Linked DNA regions of Macaca mulatta: region 2 is linked to region 1. The links are chromatin contacts, called in public Hi-C maps. All regions are on one chromosome and are shown on one strand. The core of a region is the stretch at or near the end of the contact, and the rest is flanking DNA. Distances in the headings are between cores, read along the strand shown.

Region 1 (7,004 bases), core at 4,191-6,690:
AAAATATATATATTTTTTGTAGAGACATGGTCTCTCCATGTTGCCCAGGCTGGTCTTGAACTCCTAGGCTCAAGCAATCCTACTGCCTCGACCTCCCAAAGTATTTGGATTAAAGGTGTGTGCCACCATGCCCAGCCCAATTTCGGTTTCTTTTTAGTGGAGCAAAAACTTAAAGATACTTGTGAAGTAATGTGAATTCGAAATCTTTTTAGAGCTTTATTATTTTTCTCACATATAACTTAACGGTTTTGTTTTGTTTTGTTTTTTTTGAGACAGAATCTCACTTTATCACCCAGGCTGGATTACAGTGGTGTGATCTCAGCTCACTGCAGCCTCTGCATCCTGGATTCAAGTGATTTTCCTGCCTCAGCCTCCCAAGTAGCTGGAATTACAGGCACGTGCCACCATGTCTGGCTAATTTTTGTATTTTTAGTAGAGATAGGGTTTTGCTATGTTGACCAGGCTGGACTCAAACTCCTGGTCTCAAGCGATCTGCTTGTGTCAGCCTCCCGAAGTGCTGGGATTACAGGCATGAGCCACCATGCCTGGCCAACGGTAATTTTATAGGAAATTTATCTTTTACTTTTTCCATCACATTCAACTTAGTCTTAATAGAAACTTTTTTTCACACTCATCTCAAATAAGATTTAATTAAAATTATTTATTACAATAAGAACAAATACAAGTGGTTTTTGGTAAACACACAACTACTGGTGGGGACAGAAGCGCAGAGTGGGAGTACAGCGTTAGCTGCTCCACTGTGGCTGTGAGCTTTCAAGTGTGCCCTGAGCGTGTGTCAGAGAGAATGGGAGACAGAGTTCATTTGGCAAGTTGGTGACAGCAGAGGTCAGTTAGGAGACTACCTCTGGAACTTTGGTGGAAATCTTCGAAAAGTCACAGGCTCAGTGTTTATGATACAGCCAAATTCACTGGATAAAATTCATATGCAACTCTTTAGAAAAACATGATGCCTGAAGCCAGGAGTACCTGCACGTATGTTTGCTCCCACCAGTCCTCTGATCCTGTTACCAATTTAACACGATTTTACTACAGCGCTGCCCAAATCCTCTGATTGTGCTATAAGCAGCCTAGTTCCCCTAGGGTCAACATAACTATCCCCAGTTACAAAGGCAGGCATATGAGGTGAAAGGTAAAACAAAACTTTTGGAAGAAGTCATAGGTGAACATCCTTAAGACCTTCAGGTAGGCAGCATGTTTTTGAATGGAATACAAAAAGGTCAAACCATAAAGAAAATAATTAATAAATTGATACATTCCTCAGGGACTTCTGTTCATCAAAAGATCCTCTTAAGGAGCTATAAAGGAAGCCACAGACAAGAAGGTACTTGCAATTCATATACTTCACAAAGACTCATATCCAAAATCTATGAAAACCTCCTAAAAATCAATTTTTTTAAAGCAGACAATCCAACAGAAAAATGGGCAAAAGACTTGAGTAGGCACTTGTAAGAGAGGATATCCAAATAGATGATACACATATAAAAAGGCACTCAAGAGCAATGCAAAGACATCAGGGAAAGGCAAATTAAAATCAGAATAAAATCAAAGAATGGTGGATACACAGAATGTGGCATATATTATAGATATAATGGAATACTATTCAGACTTAAAATTCTAACACGTGCTACAACATGGGATGAGCCTTGAAGACATTGAGCTAGGTGAAATAAGCCAGTCACAGAAAGAAATACTGCCGGATTCCACTTATATGAAGTACATAGTCAAATTCATGGAGACAAAGTAGCATGACAATTGCCAGGGTCTGGGGGAAGTAGAGAGTTAGTGTTTCATGGGTACGGAATTTCAACTTGGAAAGACGAAAAATGTTTTGGAGATGGATAATGGTCACGGTTGTCCAGTAATGTAAACACACTAAATGCCACTGAACTGTACACTGAAAATGGTAAATTTAATATTTTGTATATTTTATCACAAAAAAAAGATACAATAAAACATACCCACCAGAACAGCTAAATTTGGAAAAGAGATGAATAATTCCAATTTTGGCAGGGTTGTGAAGCAACTAGAACTCTCAGACTGTTGGTGGGAGTGTAAATTTGTACAGTCATTCTGGAACACGGACTGTATCTACTGAGGCTGAGCAGCTGCAACCCATGACTCAGCAATGCTACTCCTAGGTATGCACTCAATGCCACTGTGTACATTTGTTCACCAGAAGACATGAACTAAAATGTTCATAGTTGCACTATTCGTACTACCTCTAAACTGGAAACAAGCGCATGTCCATCAGTTGTAGAACGGATATATTCCCACAATGGACTAGTCTACAGCAATGAAAATGAATAAACTACACGAAAAAACATGGATGAATCTCAGAAACCTAATGTTGAATGAAAACCCAGACACAAGAGTATACGCTGTATGAATCCATATAGAGTTCAAAACCAAGTAAAACTATTCCATGTTCTTGAGGGGTAGTGAGCAGAAGAGAGGATGGAGTGGGCTGGTCATGTTCCCTTTCTCCATCTGGATGCTGGTCACCCAGCATCTTAAAAATTCAGTCCGCGGCCGGGTGTGGTGGCTCATGCTTGTAATCCCAGCACTGGGATTGGGAGGCTGAGGCAGGCAGGTCACCTGAGGGCAGGAGTTTGAGACTGGCCTGGCCAACATGGTAAAACCCTGTCTCTACTAAAAATACAAAAATTAGCTGAGTGTGGCAGCGGGCGCCTGTAGTCCCAGCTATTTGGGGGGCTGAGGCATGAGAATCGTTTGAACCCGGGAGGCAAAGGCTGCAGTGAGCTGAGATCACGCCACTGCACTCCAGCCTGGGTGACAGAGCGAGACTCTGTCTCAAAAACAAAAACAAAAACAAAAACAAAAAAACCCAAAAAAAACCCTAAGTCAGCTGTATACTCACTAGCCATGCATTTTTCTGTATCTATGTTACTTTAATGAAAAAGTTGGCAGAATCAGTCATATGCAGCACTACATACGAAGTGTTCAATTGTAGAACATTTGGAGCACCAGCAGTGGTGGGAAGTTAAGCCCCAATGGAATGGTGAAGCAAAAGAATGCATGTTGCTCCAACTAGAGTAATTTACCATCAGGGGGTTGTTTAGGGAGTGGGAAAAATCTAGGTCAACGAGCTGATGACACTAGAAGGTGTTGTTAGAGCATTTACCACCTATGTCATTCATTCTGGCATCTAATCACATGGAGCCTTGTTTTCTTATTTAAATGTCTGAGGAATGTTCACCTTAACTCTAAGCTCCCTGAAAGCAGGGACTCTGGGATGGTTTCTCTAGCATAAATCACGGCATTAAGCACAGAGCCAGGCATGTCATAAATCACGAAACCATTTGTTTAATAACAATACACCATAATACCAGAATTACAGAACAATAAATTAAATGTGTTATCAGAGTGCAAGGACTTAACAGAAATACTAAAATATCAATCCAGAGGCAATCTTAAACAAAGAACTTAGACTTTGAAGCATGACGGATCCTGGGCAAGTCACGTAATGTTATTGGCCTCTGCTTTGCAACCTGAAAATGGGGACAGTAGTGACCTTATAGAGTTGGTACAAGGATGAAATAAATTATAGGAGAAAATGAGGATCAGAGACACGATTATGTCCCCAGCAGCGCCACACCAGTAGGGTAAGTTACCTTCTCCTAAACCCGGTATACAATCTGACCCTGAGCAGAGAAGAATCTGACTACTTCTCCCTGCTTCTCATCTCCTCGAAACTTCCTAAAGCCAACTCTTAGAGGGACTGCACATCAAGCCTTTCTGATCTGACACCTGGAATCCCTTAAGTCTGACTCAGATGTATGGCTGCAATGTCAAACAAACAACAGATGCATTAAGTGGATTCTAGGTGCAATAAATCATGCAAGCGATGGTGATCTGTTCCCAGTCAGGAGGCAGCAGAGTTCATTATGAGTAACTGCAGCTGTCATGCCCTCCACAGACAAAGGACAGGCATTCCAGTTGGAAGGTGGACACCCACAGCCCTCCTTGGATTTGCCTGTGTATGTGTGAAGCTTCCTCCCCCACCAGTGGGAGGCATGGTGGTGACTGGGCAGGGCCTGATTCTGGAGACATGCTTTATGTTTGTAAGATTTATTAAGCATCCAACATGAGCCACCAGGCACTTTCCTGGATCTGCCACTAGCTAATTATAATTGTGGTCAAGTTTTCTGAACTCCCTAGGACTTCTTCATTTTTAAACTGGTAAGTAGTAACAGGCCATCTCTTAATCACTTATCAACCTGTGATACTCTAATCCATGTGCTTTCCAAACACCAAAGTTAGCCTTCCTCTATTTCTAATTCACTCCATGACATCTTGTTCTGCTATCTTTAGAATGCTCATGTCCTCATTTGTGGGGTGTCGCACAGAACAGTAATCAGGTGACTGAGATGGATGGAGGCGTCATCTGACTGCCAAAGGAAACCAACATCAGATTTGAATAATGAGAGCAGGGTTCATTTCTCACACTATATTTTCAGAAACCACAATATGCCACCTTTGGTTTGTCCATTCATTGATTCACTGAAAGATTCATGTACTCTATAAGCATATATTTGGTGCCATCTTGGCCCAGGGACTATGCTGGGCGTTAGAGAAATTTGACAGTGGGTTAGGCCAAGGCCCTGCCCTCGAGATGCTCATTCTCTACAGGAAATGTAGACACTGAACATGAACCATCCACAATATGGCACTAAAAGGGAGGATTGAGCATATCATAGGTAGAGGAAGAAAACACAATAAAAGTATGAAAGATGGAAGAGAAGGATTAGAGAAAATTATATGACGTGAGGTCCTGGGGGGTGGGGGGAAGATGCGGATGGAACAGGAAGAAGACAGTATTCCCTGCAATGTTTACAAAAATCCCCAATGGTAACCAATTTCCAGGGCAATAAGAACCTTTGATAATATGAGTTTTCTAAGTTTTTAGCTTTGGAAGAAATCAAGAGTGGGAGCTTAATTAGCATCTTAACACCCAGCCACCCACCTAGACACTGCCTCCTTCTACCCTGAAGGGGCAACGGTTTCCTGCATCTTTTCTTTCATGCTCCCTTAGTCTCGGTTTCTGCTGCCTGAACTCAGTCCTGTGGGGAATAAATGGGAATTAAACACGGTTAAAAAGCCACAAAATGGAGAGTACGCACAAGAGTAAAATTATTTATATATGGGCATCTTCCGCTGGGAGGAATGGCTCCGCTATCGCTCTTTCGTGTCTCAGATTAAGACTAAAGCACAACTCATTTTTCCCTTTTCCATTCCAATTAGCTGCATATTTTTAGCACGTGTTATATAAGGCTCATCTGCCCAAATCCGTTGGCTTGGGGCCTTTCTTTCCTTTCATTTCACTGGTAGATTGACCCGCGTGGTAGGATGACGAGCAGATCATGACAAGTCTGTAAATAGCCTGCCAGAGGAGGGGTGGATGGGAAGAGAGCTCTCGAGATGAAGTGAGGGTTTGTATTTGGCATGCCAAGGCTAAATCCATCCCTTCTAAAAGGGGAAAGAAGAAAGAACGCACAATTCCAAATTGAACTGTGGCACAGCTAATAGGAAAAGGCTGCTCCCGCCTACAATAAGCACAACTCAGACAGGTGGAGCTCAGCACTGACAGAGGGGCCCCCAGACTCCCAGCCTCAGGGTACAAAAGGCTCCAGGTGCTCCATCACCTGCAGAATAGTCTAATTCTGGTTGTGCATGGATTATGTGCATACATTACATGCATGAACTGCAGACCTTTCTAGGAAAAAAAAAAGTTCATCCATACTATTAGTGGGGGGCAGGAAAAAGCATGAAGGTCTGAGGAAGGCTTGCCTTAACCTCATCTCTGTCTCAATTCTTGCCATTCTAGCAAAGATGCTTTGGCATCCTTATGTTAAAAATATCTACCATTACTTTTACACACATTGTTGTGGAAGGACTAAAATGAAACAGTATGTTCAGAGAAGTATAAAGTTATGGGCCGGGCACAATGGCTCACGCCTGTAATCCTAGCACTTTGGGAAGCCGAGATGGGCAGAATCGCCTGAGCTCAGGAGTTAGAGACCAGCCTGGGCAACGTGGCGAAATCCCATCTCTACTAAAAATACAAAAAATTAGCTGGGCATGGTGATGCACGCCTGTAATCCCAGCTACTCGGGAGGCTGAGGCATGAGAATTGCTTGAATCCGGGAGGCGGAGGTTGCAGTGAGTTGAGATGGCGCCACTGCACTCCAGCCTGGGCAATAGAGGGAGATTCTATCTCAAAAAGAAGTATCAAGTTATATTCAAATGTAAAGCATTATAGCTTTGAATCTGAACTGTACCCATAGTCACATACCACAAGCAAAATTTGTAGAGGTCACTGGGACTCAGCCACCTCTTTCCATAGATTACAACACAGAATAAGTTCTTCTAGAACCAGTTTCTTATAGAACTAAAGCCTAGGAAAGCTTGGAGGGAGGAGAAAGGGCATCCTCAAAGTCAAGGAGTTTAGCGCTAGGGGTACTATCTTAGAGCCCAAAAGAACATACAATATAGCCAGATACTCTTCCTCAGCCCTGGGTTCATCAAAGGTAAGTCTACGGACTTACCTTTGGTACTTACCTTTGGTCTTCCAGTACCACCCAGGCCCTCCCACCCTCTCCTGCCTCCATGAGTGAAGGCTACAGTCACTTAGAAACGCACACATGTGCACAAAGCCTTGGGTATCTCAAAGACTATTTGAAGTCACTGTGGAAAAGTTATTCTAGAGCTAAGGAAAAATAAAGATATATTTTTTTCTCCGCACACATCAGCAGCTAGCAATTATGTGTTTATCTATTTAATGAGAAAACAAATATTCAAATCCACTGCAGGAGAGAGTATCAGCCTCTATGAGAGAGATTTTACTTCCTGCTGATTTACAGTTCTGGAGACGAAATCCTCTCTTTCTCTAATTCTCCTTAGCCTGGGCTGCAGAATCAAATAATATGCCAGGCTGCATAATCTCTGGATCAGCAGTACAGACT
Region 2 (6,860 bases), core at 4,025-6,524, 280 kb after region 1:
TCTCCGCTCGGGGGAACTGCCTCTCAAACGATGGCTTTCTATACCTCTGGATTCTGAGTGCCTGCCTCTTCTACAGAATACAGCAAGGGAGTGACACTCACCAAAGACGTCTTCAGAGGCAGGGCAGTAGAACAAAGAGGAAACTGAGCTCAGTATGTAGACTACTGAAGCAATGATAGAGAAAAATCCAAAATGTGAATGAGCCAGCCAGCTGTCACCTGCACGCAGCCCTTCAAGCTCTAATCCTTGCTCCGCCTGCCTCCCACCCCTGTGCTAAATGCAATGCCAATCCATCCAGCATTCATTCCGCCTCTGCTTCTAACATGAATCCCAACACTTCTAGTTCACATAATTATTCTTCTAAATCTTTCTTTAAAAATTATAAAGTTATACAGTCACATTTCAGGACATATCTATGTACAAATGCTTGATCCATTAATTATCTGGAGTCCTCTGTGGCCTGCAATTTTTATTCTAGTCCAGTGTTTCTCAAAGCAAGCCCAGTCTAGTCAGAATCTCTGGGAGAGCTGGTTAAAAATATAGATTCCCAGCTTATTCTAAAGTGTAGCATCAAAAGCTCTCAAGGTTGAGCCAGAGGATCTATATTTTTATCTACATAGATCTATATAAATCTATATAGATCTATATTTTTATATACCCTCCCTTAGTGATTCTTATGTACATGAAAGTCTGAGTAGTGTTATTAACTGGTTCTTGGAAAACCCAGCTATACCAATAGTGTTATAATAGATTTTACTTCAAAGCATCAGCACGATCTTTCCTTCTCTGTAATGAGCTTTCTCTAAAGCAACGCCCTTTGTCAACACAACTGAAACATCTCTCATTATCTGGAGAATAATCATCTCGGCTTGGCTTTTACGCATTCTAGAATTCACCTCAGTTTTCTAAACTTTCTCCTACTCCAATGTTTCAAAAGTGTGGGCTCCACATCACCAATGATGTTCAGAGGCACCTGGAATGAACTTCGTTCTGCATTGTAGAGCCCTGTTTATTTTAATGTGAATGAAGAAAAGTTATAACTACATGTTCCAAACCTGTGATTTCATGAACAGTGGCGCTTAAGAAAAGACTAAGTGGAAAATAAAAGGATCCATTTTTTAAATATTAAGTAAATAAAAGCACAGGCAGTACTCAGATAAAAGTCTTAAATTTGGGAAACCTTGTCCTACCCACTCCTTTCTGACAGGTACACTCAGTTTCCGCCCTGCTCATCCGTTCTCCGACCCTGACCACAGGATTGTCTGCCTTTATTCCTGCGGTGGCCATGCCAGGAACACTGCTCCTTCTTGTAGATACGTCTTTAAATATAACCTACTGTTTCACACCCAACTCATGCCTCCTTCCAAAAGCCCTCCTGGATTCTTCCAGTTCTCCCTACCTTTTTTTTTTTTTTTTTTTTTTTTTTTTTCGAGACAGGGTATCACTCTGTCACCCAGGCTGGAATGCAGTAGCCTGATGGTCAGATCATAGCTCACTGCAGCCTTGAACTCCTGGGCTCAAGTAATCCTCCCACCTCGGCCTCCTGAGTAGCTGTGACTACAGGCACACACCACACCATAGGTCCAGACTTGGCTAATTTTTAAGTTTTTTTTTTAGCTATAGAGTCTTACTATATTGCCCAGGCTGATCTTGAACTCCTGGGCTCAAACAGTCCTCCCAGCTCAGTCTCCCGAGTAGTGGGGACTGCAGGCGTGAGCCACAGTGCCTAGCTCACACTCCCTTTTTAAATTCTTAACATACTAATGGTACCACCTGTGTGGAACCTAATTGTTAGTTTAGTGTCTATATCAGGGTGTCCAACTTTTGGCCTCCCTGGGCCACACTGGAAGAATTGTCTTGGGCCACACATAAAATATACTAACACTAATGATAGCTGATAAGCTAAAAAAAAAAAAATGCAAAAAAACTTATAATGTTTTAAGAATGTTTACAAATTTGTGTTGGGCTGCATTCAAAGCCATCCTGGGCCACATGCGGCCCACAGGCCATGGGTTAGACAAGCTTGATGTATATGTGGATACTTGGTGTCAATTCCTTAGTGAAATGGAAGCCCCCTGAGAGTAACCCAGGGCCTCATTTTCCTCTGGATTGCCCACAGTACGAAGCTTCCCTGGTTAGACATGAGCACAAAACAGGAACTCCAGGAATACAAGTGAATTCAAAGTGCAGTTGAATTTGATGTTCCGCAGCAATGAGAGAAGCGGCTGCTTCATGCTGTCCACACCCCCTTACTTCAGGCCAGATCTCTTAGCCACACCTGAGAAGGGTGTGTCTCTTCATTCCTGCCAGGTAAGGAGTGCAGAGACCTGAGCCCAGGGAATTCTACCCAAAGCTATGAACCCGTGGGTTTACCCTGAATGTTAAGACTGGGAAAGGTGAACTTAGCCCAGTTGCAACTTGTCTCCATTTCCAAGGGCCAGTTACCCCTACCAGTGAGTCCCCACCTTCAGCCTGGAAGAACCAGAGTGGCCACAACATCCTCTGGTGAAAACAGATGGGCATTCTGTACCTGCTCCACCACTTGATTCACCCTTGAGACTTTGGGCTTCTCTATCTCAAGTTTTTTAGTTTGTCCAACACCTGCCATACCTAATTCACACTTGCTATAAGGCAAAAGAGATGAAGTTATCAAGCACAATAAAAATGTCGGGGACACAGCTCATGGATCTGCAGGGAGAACAGGCTGGGAGGCCAGATGGACAGGCTCGGCTCCCCATCAGACAAGCCATGGGCAACAGGAGGTGAGGGCCCTACTTCCAACCCACCTTTGCTTGTCACGTGACCCTCGGTCCCCAATTAACTTTTCTGGAACTCAACGTCCTCATCTGTAAAACTTGCCTGTGCACTAAATGATCTGGTCTAGGGCCAAATCCAACATGAATTTGAGAACCTTAGAGGATGATCACCAAACAAGTTCCCACTGCATGCTTCACTAGGAGTGATGAAGGTGGGGACAGTGTCCTGAAGCTCCCAGAGTTTGTGGTGTGCCCCAGCAAAACATCACCAGAGATACAAAGACGCTCTCCCTCCAACCAACATCTGTTCTATGGATAAATGCAGACCTGCTGCTCCTTGTCCCTGTTTTCTGCCCCACTGTCAAAGCCCCTCAACTGCATACACTGCAAAAGGCCCCCATCTCCTAGCTACCAGCGTCAAGTTTTTTCCATCCCCTTCCTGTCCAAAAACAACAACTCCAAAATCACAGGTTTTCAGTGTCAAGGTTTGCCTCTGAAATGAGTTAGCCCTTCCACTCCCCCTCTCACATGCACTGCCTCCATGAGGAAAGAGCCCAAAGGCCATGCATGGAAAGGAAATGGGGAATGAGTGGGAGCTCTGTTGTGGGGGCTGAGGGAAGCAGAGATGAGGGACATCTGTGAAGTAGAATAGAATGGCATGGAGTTCTCAGGATTCCATAAAGGTTTGCCTGCTTTCCAAAGTGCAAACCACAAATCTAGAGTTCTACGCATGTGGCTTGTTGGAGCTTTCCTGTGAAACCGTAACCATGGTTTCAGGCAGACTACATCACAGCCATGAGCATAAAAACAACAGGCTCTCTCCTATTTTTCCCTAAAACTCCGTGTCCTTGAAAAAAATGTGTAAGGTGATATGCCAAGGTGATTCATGTGCACCCTCTGACCTCTAGGACATTCATGAAGTTATCTGGTTTTCAACAGAAAGCAATTGCTCTACACCACTTTTGAGGCTTAGATAGCTCTCTCACTTTTTCCGTAGACCAAAGAACCCCGAAAGCATATACCTCCAGAGGAACGCTTGCACTTGCTCTTGGTGGAAACATGTAACAAACCTGAAAACACAAAAATCCATGTCCTAAATTAATACCTTCCTTCCAAGAAGAGCAAAAGAAAACCAAAAAAAAAAACCCAAAAACAAATACAAAAAGCAAAACGAAGGTTTCCTTCTCTTCGCTTGTCCAAGTGCCAAGGTTGGATGCATTTGGTTTATAGTAGATTGAGACAAGACCTATTTCCAAATCCTTAATAGTTTCACAATGAAATCAATTAACAACTCAATCTCAGGCTTAGAAATCGTCTTTTATTGCACAGTATCTTAACAATCAAAACAGAGAAACAATATAACTTTAAATAAGATTCAAAGCGCTGACTTCCAATTACCCACAGGCAGAACCCTTCTTAAAATGCAACATTCATTCTGCATGGATGGGCAATGAATTGGACAAAACAAGCCCAACTGATGTTTCTGGGACCGTAGAGGAGACATCCTGGAGAACACATTTTTTCTACTCGTATGTCAGAAGATGAGCTAACCACCATGCAGGAGAACAGAAACAAGCCAGCTCCCTCTCGGAGGGAAAAATAAAGCAACTCCTCGCTCGGCTAAGCAGGACAAAGCCAGGACGTGCAAGAAGCCTTCAGTCAAAGGCTCCACGTGCCTTTCCAAGGACGGAGGGACCCACCCACACACAATCACACACAGCCAGCCCACCACGCGCCTGCGGAAGAAAGCCGGGTCCTCGGCCAACCTTCAGCACCGGCGGCCCAGGCTCTCCCAGTTTGCAAACCTCCCGCAGCACCCACCATCTGGAGGGCACAGAGGGGGCAGAGGGCCACATCCTCTTTCCAAGTCTCATCTTCCTCGCCAGTGCCTGTTTCTCCCCAGCTATGAAGTGAAGTGCACCTCCTCAAGGAAACTGAGATTTACAGACACACACACACACCCCAGTCGTCAATAAGTCCCGGACCCCTACGATCAAGGCCAGCGAGTCTTTCCCCGGGACCCCACAACCGGGTTCCCGGACCGACGTGGAGGCGCCGAACTCACCCAGTCCTCGAAGTGGCGGCTCCCGTTCTGCAGCAGCTCCTCAAACTGGATGGTGCAGTTGGCCACGAAGTCGTCGTAGCCTATGGGGGCATCGTGAAAGACAGCCAGCTCGATCTTGCGCCCGTTGCACACATCGGTGACGAACTCGTCGTGCCAGGCCGGGCTGTTGGTCTTCTGCTTGGTGGCCGTTTGGCCAATGCGCGAGTCGTCCACATTGAGAGCAATGTAGGGGTCGAGAAGGAAAGTCTGCGGCCGGGGTCCCACCGCATGGCGCAGCGACCAGGCTGTGGGCTTCAAGCTCACGGCCTCGCAGATTTTGATCTTAAGAAGGCCATTGAACACTACCATGGTCGGGGCGGGGAGTGGGGGCCGGGGTCACTCCGTCTGCCCCGAGGGCAGGAATGAAGAACCGACGGCCCGCTCCGAGCCACAGGGACTCCTGGGTCCCCTTTCGCCCCACCCCACACACTCCCTACACCTTGTGGCGTTGCGCCCTGGCGCGGGCGAGTCTCAGCCAGTGCATGTATTTCCTCGCCGGGTTCCTAACGGAAAACAGGGAGGGGGGAGAGCTGGGGAATGTCCGTGTTTGGAGCAAGTCTCTCCCCGCGACCACCAGCTGCACCTCCAGAAGAGAAGACGAGCTGTCGGCTCCGCTGCAAGCCGCAGGGGCTGCCTTGCCGCCTCGCTGGCTCTCCGACTCCGGGCTGCGGGAAAGCGGGCGCCGCGCCCGGCGTTTACCTACCTTTCCGAAACATAATCCCGGGAAATTTCGACTCCGGGAGGGGGATGGGGCGGTGGGACGGGGCGGGGACGAGAACCGGGGGCGCAGATTTCAACCCGGATCCTCTTCGCACACTCAGCGCCTGCCTCTGGCCGCGCGGGGCGGGGGGTGGACGGAGGGATGTTCAGTTTATCCGGAGGGATGCATGTCGAGAGGAAATGGTCCCCCTCGGAGCCAAATTTTTAAAAATCCACAAGCCCCACGACCAGCCGGGGCCGCCGCCTCCTGGGCGAAGCAGCGCCGCGCCGGAGTCGGCGATCGGGAGGCGCCAGGAGCCCGGAATCTCACATCCGCGCCGGCTCGGAGTCCGGGCGGCCGCCGATCCGGCTCGGGGGCGCAGGCCAGCACCCGGCGGTGCGCAGCGCGGCGGCGGGGCCGGGACTGCGACTCAGCGCGGCCCCACCTCCTGGGCGCCGGCGCCCGCCCGCCGCGCTCCCCGCGTCCCAGCTCTCGGCTGCCGCTCGCTCGCCGCCCGCCAGCCCGCGCTCCCCCGCGGTCTCCTCTCCCTCGGTCGGTGTGCGAGCGAGTCTCCCTCCCTCTAATGCAGGAAATGCGCAAAAGACGTCAGTGTGTGTGAGTGTGTGTGTGAGTGTGTGTGCACGCGCGCGCGCGCACGGCAGTGTTTGGGGAAATAGAAAGTTTTGCCGGTTGGGGGAGCAATACGGAAAAAGTGAGCCGAAGAGAGAACCGTGGAGAGCGGGCGAGGCTGCCCGGGGTCGCGGCGGCGGGCGGGGGAACCTGGGGAGGACCCCGCGCGGGACCCGCGGGAGCGGCGGCGCTGGGCTGGGTGCGCGTGCCGGGGGCCGTGGATGGCCACGGATGGGCCCCGCCGGGCCGCGCATCTCTCGGGGACCCTGCGGTCAACACTGTCTTTTAGAGCCGGGGATGGGGGAGTGGAGGGAGCCCTGTTGCCCCAGAGGCCTCGGGACCCTCGCCCTGACCACCGCCACTCGGGCGGCGGCTGGCAGGAGCAGCTTGCGGAGTTCTGGCCCATCTGTCACTCTGTCCCGGGACGCTGTGATCCACGGTGGTGGGGGAGGGGGGAGAGGGAGGGACAAGCATGGCTCTGGTGAGGTTTTAAACTCTATTCTTCTCTCTTGCCTTTCTTTGGGGACATTCTCCCCTTTGGGATCTGTCCTGGACTTCGCAGGCTGCAAGAACTTGTTGACAAGCGAAAACTCGGTAGAGCCCCGGCTTGGTTTGTGTTCTATTTTTTGCAAAGTGACTGTTCCTATTTGCTCTGGGCCTTATCGGTGCC

What was found. Hi-C and Micro-C count contacts between places; a contact is called where the count stands out from the background.
Region 2: a contact with region 1 is called in a Hi-C map of fetal cortical plate, with 2.8 times the contacts expected there. The contact joins the promoter of PRKCE here to the enhancer-like site in region 1. A contact is called at or near these places in 7 of 14 Hi-C or Micro-C datasets (blood, cortical neurons, fetal cortex germinal zone and 4 more).

What each region holds. Positions count from the first base shown.
Region 1 is chr13:78,912,116-78,919,119 of T2T-MMU8v2.0, forward strand. The region is part of intron 2 of PRKCE (protein kinase C epsilon); the gene reads right to left. Among named protein-coding and RNA genes, the nearest start is that of PRKCE, 280 kb to the right of the region's middle. Within about 2 kb of position 5,441, at least 9 of the 40 cell types and tissues checked have an H3K27ac peak or open chromatin away from gene starts, as enhancers often do. A contact at or near this core is called in fetal cortical plate, where this site is marked.
Region 2 is chr13:79,189,040-79,195,899 of T2T-MMU8v2.0, forward strand. It overlaps PRKCE (protein kinase C epsilon), which reads right to left and starts at 5,275. Exons shown (of 15, transcript NM_001257741.1): 1 at 4,822-5,275. The coding sequence starts at 5,169.